Regions from separate parts of the Gossypium hirsutum genome. Here region 1 is linked to region 2. Evidence: chromatin contacts called from public Hi-C data. All regions are on one chromosome and are shown on one strand. The core of a region is the stretch at or near the end of the contact, and the rest is flanking DNA. Distances in the headings are between cores, read along the strand shown.

Region 1 (2,793 bases), core at 73-2,572, 91 kb after region 2:
TCGGAACCCAGCACGTTAGGGCACGATTTCTCGAATTTTCAAAAACGAAACATTACCTTGTTTTTTGATTTAAGAAAACATGGATGAAATTTCGCAAGGATATTTAGTTATCCTGGTCAAACGGAAAATCAAAACCCAACACGTTAGGGCACGATCCCTCGAATTTTCGAACACAAAATATTGCCTTATTTTTGGAAAAAAACAATTGTAAATCTGGCTCAAAATGTGTTTATTTGGCTTGTTTGGGATAAAAATGAAACAAGTAAAAATTGCCTAAACACGTTAGAATTTGAACCACAATGCGATAATAAGAAATAAGCATAGTATTGAGCACGAAATAATAACATGTAAGTTCAACATTATACAAATGCATGACAATAATAAAAGTGCAAATATACGAATCAAAATACTCAATAATAACAATTTTGCAACCACCTTATTTTAAAACTAACATTTAGGTTAAAACTAACGAATAAAAAAATGTTTAAAGAATATATGTATATGAAGCAAAAATAAAAATAAAAAAATGTACCAAATTTCTCAAATAATTATAAACAATGTCAAGTCAAATAATGAAAAAGTAAAGGAATTGGAAATTAACAATATAAGAACCGTTTAAGAATAAATTATATGTAAAAGAGACTTAGAGTAACTGATGCATGTAAAAGTTTGAAATAAGCCATAAAAAAAACAAAAATTAATAATATGTAAAATAATAATATACATATTAATTTTATAATAAGTATTATGTGAAAAGAAAGTTAAAGTAAATAATATATAAAGCAATATATAGATCCATCTAAAATAAATAATATACAAAGAAATATAAATACTTTAGTATAAATAATATATACAAAAAAATATATAATATTTGAATTAACAAATATTCAAAAAGGAAATTTTTAAGATAAATAAATTATATTAAAATAAAACGAAAATATCAAAGGGAAAAAATGAAGACAGTGTGAAATCAAATAAATAATTTAAAATAATATGTTAAAAAAATGATGAATAACTCGTAAATAATTTAAAAAAAATTAAAAACTGAATTGAAATGAAAGCAAAATCAGATGAATAATTTATGAACAAACCAAACTATTAAAACAGAATTAAGGACAGAAATAAGATGCGAACAAAAGAACAATGATTAAAAAATGCAAATGTTCCGAATCACAACAAGCACTGCCCAGACGCGGACCGAATTGAAACAGCGCGCAAACCTTTGGGAAAAAATGAAAAAAAAAACATAAAAGGGACAGATTAAAGATGGCGCAAAAAAAAAGAAGGACTGGATGCGCAAATTGCCCATTTAAGGGGAACATGCGTTGATTCAGCCTGTCAATGCGCAGGCTATCACTTTCCCTCCCCCAAATGCTATTAAAACTAAAACCTTTATTTTAATATATTTTTTTAAAACATAAAAAAACCTTTAGAAAACCCAATGCATTTCCTTTCTAACCCTTTCTGCTAGGGTTTCATTCCAAAACATGCAGTCGTCAAACCACCATCATACGGTAGCCGGCGGTGCATAGGCAAGGGCTGATTTCGCCAATAGAAGAGAACTCCAACTGTGCCCATAGAGGTTTGGTAAATGCTCTCCCTTCCTTCTTCTTTTTATTACTTCTTTTGCAAACCCAAAAATAAATAAAAGAACTCAATAAACAAGATCAATCAAGAATCACCTCTTAAATTATTTTTTTTGCCCTTGTTTCTTTGCAATCGATTTTTGTGTATAGATTGTATTCTCCGTAACAAAAAAAAAACAAAGAGTATTCGTGGACTTTTATAGCCAGTTTTACAACGGTTTTTTTGCCTGTACAAGTTGCAGGTATGGTGAACGTGGTTCGAAGTGCAAGGACGTAGAGCGAGCAATGAGCGAGTCGAGGGTCGTGTGTGGGATGTGCGTGGTGGCTGCTAGTGGCTGCGGCGTGAGGCAAATGGGAACCCTAGGGTTTCTAAAAATTTCAAAAAATCTAGGCTTATCGGGCTTGTTTAATTCAGGTCTGTATTTGGGTCTATTTTTTGGGTTAGTTTCATTTTTTTTGGTTTGTTATATTTAGTGATTTGGGCCGTTTCATGCAATTAAGTATTTGGGCCGGGCAAAAATTAGGTTTTACCGCTGCCCCTCTTTACTCGTTGTCGTGTAACGAGAATGAAGCAAAGATCATAGAAAGGTCAATTATGCCCGGTCTTGCCACATCTCGCCCTCTTTATCCTCATCTTCTTCAAGTAGCCCCATTCCAACCCACTGCATCTTCAGGGGTATAGGAATTGTGCCTTTAATCCACTCTACATCCTCAATCTGCTCTATTGCGACTTCAGGGAAATAAAATTTGTAATTTTGCACCTGCTCCACTGCAACGTTAGGGAGATAATGCTGCAATTTTTAGTCTACTTCCTTGCTACCTTAGGAAGATAAGGCTTGTAACTTCAACCTGCTCTCTTGCTACCTCGGAGAGATATGGTTGGTGGCTGAAATCTACTCAATTGCCGATACATGGAGATAAGATTCGCCATCTTTGATCTTCTCCACTACTGCTTAGGGAGATAAGATCTGTAATTTTCAGTCTGCTTCCTTGCTACCTCAGGAAGATAAGACTTGTATCTTCAACCTGCTCTTTTGCTACCTCAGAGAGATAAGGCTGGTGGCTAAAATCTACTCTATTGCCGATACATGGAGATAAGATCCGCCGTCTTCGATTTGCTCCACTACTGCTTAGGGAGATAAGATCTACAATTTTCAGTCTGCTTCCTTGCTACCTCAAAAAGATAAGACTTGTATCTTCAACCTGC
Region 2 (3,092 bases), core at 39-2,538:
TTCTCCACAATCTTCGCCGTATCCGCCAATAAAATCTTTTCACTCACACTCATAGGACAAATCAAATTCTGTTCCATAAAAGATGAGCTACACATTTAAAAAATAAGCTACAATTTTACAATTTAAGGAAAAAGGCGGAAAATATTGTAATACCTTTAGGATTTCAGATGCTTCAGCGGGAGAATTAAGATTGGAGTCACCAAAGAAACTATCCATATCGTCTTCGGAGCTGTCGCTGCAGTTACGGTTGAAGCAGTTACAGCGGTTACGGCTGCATCTAACAGCACAAGATTGTTGTTTCTCGTTGTTTTCTTCTATGAAATTCTGAACCATCTTGGCCAAGCAAACAGAGCTCGGCTCGAACTCACCGGCGTATTCCTTGCTTAAAGGGAGCTCATCGGCGGCGATGGTACCGATCTTATCCGTCGTGGAATTTCTTAGAACGCTAGGGAACGGCCGTTCAAACAGCCGCTTGAACCTCGATTTCACCAAAGGCTTTACTGTTTCCGACCGCGGCAGCGCTGCCTCTTCTAGCGTGTTGAAATCGATCGGCTGGATCTTCATTGGGAAAGGCATGTTTCTCGGTCTTCAAAAAAAAAAAGAAAAAAAAAGCCGCTTCTACCTTTACTACGGCAACACTTCAAACTCTCGTTGATTCTTCTCTTTCTGATGAGATCAGCACACGCAATTGACACAGAAATTCATGTTGGAGAGACAAAAAATAATGCAGTTAATCAAGACACGAGACTCTTAACTCTTAACGTTGATTATAATATACAATTATTTGCTTCTCATTTGCCAAACAAGGGATGGAATAACTTCATAACTCTGCTAAGTAGAGTCGCTTTGCTTACGAGTTTTTTTTTTTTTCACTTTTTTTTTCAGATACGGTTAAAGTTACCGAAACACGCAACAGCCCGAGAACATAATGTTATTTCCATGGGAATTCACGCGAAGATTGTGAGTGACCAGCGAGTCCATTTTTCCGGCAACAACTCGCCGGCGAAGAGAACGAGAATTAAGAAATAAAACCGATGAAACAAGAGGTGGTGAAAAAGCCAGAAAATGGAAATGAGATGAGACTGTTAGCAGGGGCAGTGGTCCAGGGCCTTATAAAGGGTGGAGGGGTAGGGATATCTGACGTGGACCTGTTGACAAAATTTTGAAGTCCTACGTGGCGAAATATTTAATCCGTTGAATTTGGGCTACGTGTTGAACCGTGAACCGGTTCATTTTTAGTGGTGGTTACACGATGCCACGTAAAGGAGCGTGACGATAAGGTGCCGGTTTCCGTAATGGAGTCCCATGGTACTCAGGCGCTGTTAATTAGTGAAGTTAATTTAATAGGGTTTAGATAAAATTACCTAATTGGACCTCAAAGGTTGTGGTTAATTTGCTACGTCAATAGTCATCATGACTAGGAAAAAGCAATGAGAGTGTGGGTAGGATAGTCTTTTCAGTAAATTATGGTAAATTAGTGGGAAAGTGATAGGGGAGGTTAAAACTGGAAAGTACAAGTACATGGGAAAAGGTGAGGTCCACAAATCAATGACGGTTTTATTGCTTTTTTGGGATTAAAGGGGGGTGTTAAAGTAAAACGGGAAGACTGTGGGGGGGGGGGGGGGGGGCTAAATAGGGAAATCAGTGGACTTTTCCTTCCGATGCATTAAACCAGTTACCTGATGTCGTTTAGGATTAAGGAGGACACGAGTTGTTTGGGTTACGAATGAGATGTCATTTATTGCGTGTCTATTCCCAAGTTCCTATACTTTAAAAATGTTTCAGATTTAATTCTTGTATTTAAAAAATTAAATTATTTTATTTTTTCAATTTAAATATCCTAATTGTTAGTATTTTTTAAAAAAAATTGTCATTATATTATATTTATTTTTTAACAATCATATGCCTTATTATAGTTTAATTAACATGGTAAATTTTGATATAAATATTAATAATTTTAATGATTAGTTCAAAATTTAAAATTAAAAAATTAATTAAATTTTTTTTAAATACATGGGCTAAATGTCAAACTTGATCAAAACACATGGATTGTATTTGTGTATAAATTATAATATTAATAGGATAATACATACATATTTTCTCCAAGGTTGGTTTCATATTTGCAAATAAGTTTTATGTGATTCCCACATGACACGTAACATTTTTATTAAAATTCTATGTAGTCAAATCGATATGGAGAATTGGTTTAATATCTATGTTCATCTCTCTCTCCCTTGTTTTTTCAAAGTCAAAATAAAAATTGCTTAAAAAGTTGTCAGTAAATAAAGAGTGATTTTTAAATAATAATAAAAAATACAATTTAATCATTTTAATTTTAAAAATTGTGATTTGGCGGTTAAATGGCACATTTTTTTTATTAGAAAAGAAGAAAATCAATTATTATATTTTTATGAATAATATATGTGTGAAATGCATGTATTCATATTTATATATCTTCTTATAAAATATTGTTTTCTAATATTATTAATTTTTATTAAAATTTAGTTTTGAAGGACAATCTGACACCTTTACAAACTCTTTATCTTTCTACTTGTTTGATATGAAATCTGATAATATGATATTAGTTGGGAGTAATTGAGTATATGATGGGCCATTGATATATTATTGTGTGGGGACTCCAAGGAGAAGAAAGGACAGCCATGTGTTTTGATCCCAACATACATCTCTCTTATTATGGGCCTTGTTAAGAAATGATATCTCCTCAATTTAAGGGCTATATATCTCCATTTTATCAACTTTTTAAGTTCACAAATGAAATTAAAAAAATCCTACCAAAAAGAAATTAGGGGAAAAGAAGTAAGAAAGGTAAGATGTGTGAGTTTCACCGTGAGGACCCCACAAGAAAGTGAAGGGTATGTACATTTTAGTGGCGATAATATTGATATGCCTTCCGCAACATTTGGGTTGTACAACATGGTCAGATATCATATCGATTCCAAGTCTAGAGAGTGTGGAGTAGAAAAAATAAAAAGGGCAACCCACAAAAGCAAATAATTATTAATTTATTATCATTATTTTGGTAACTGCCTACTCTTTATTTCAATCCACCAACCATGGTCTTAGTTTTACCC

The links. Hi-C and Micro-C count contacts between places; a contact is called where the count stands out from the background.
Region 1: a contact with region 2 is called in a Hi-C map of leaf, with 2.3 times the contacts expected there. The contact joins the enhancer-like site here to the promoter of LOC107950993 in region 2.

Annotation. Positions count from the first base shown.
Region 1 is chrA08:10,928,194-10,930,986 of Gossypium_hirsutum_v2.1, forward strand. No RefSeq gene overlaps it. Among protein-coding and RNA genes, the nearest start is that of LOC107950963, 9.4 kb to the left of the region's middle. Within about 2 kb of position 1,323, at least 1 of the 9 cell types and tissues checked has an H3K27ac peak or open chromatin away from gene starts, as enhancers often do. A contact at or near this core is called in leaf, where this site is marked.
Region 2 is chrA08:10,837,431-10,840,522 of Gossypium_hirsutum_v2.1, forward strand. LOC107950993 reads right to left here and starts at 1,289. Exons shown (of 5, transcript XR_005900133.1): 1 at 154-1,289; 2 at 1-68.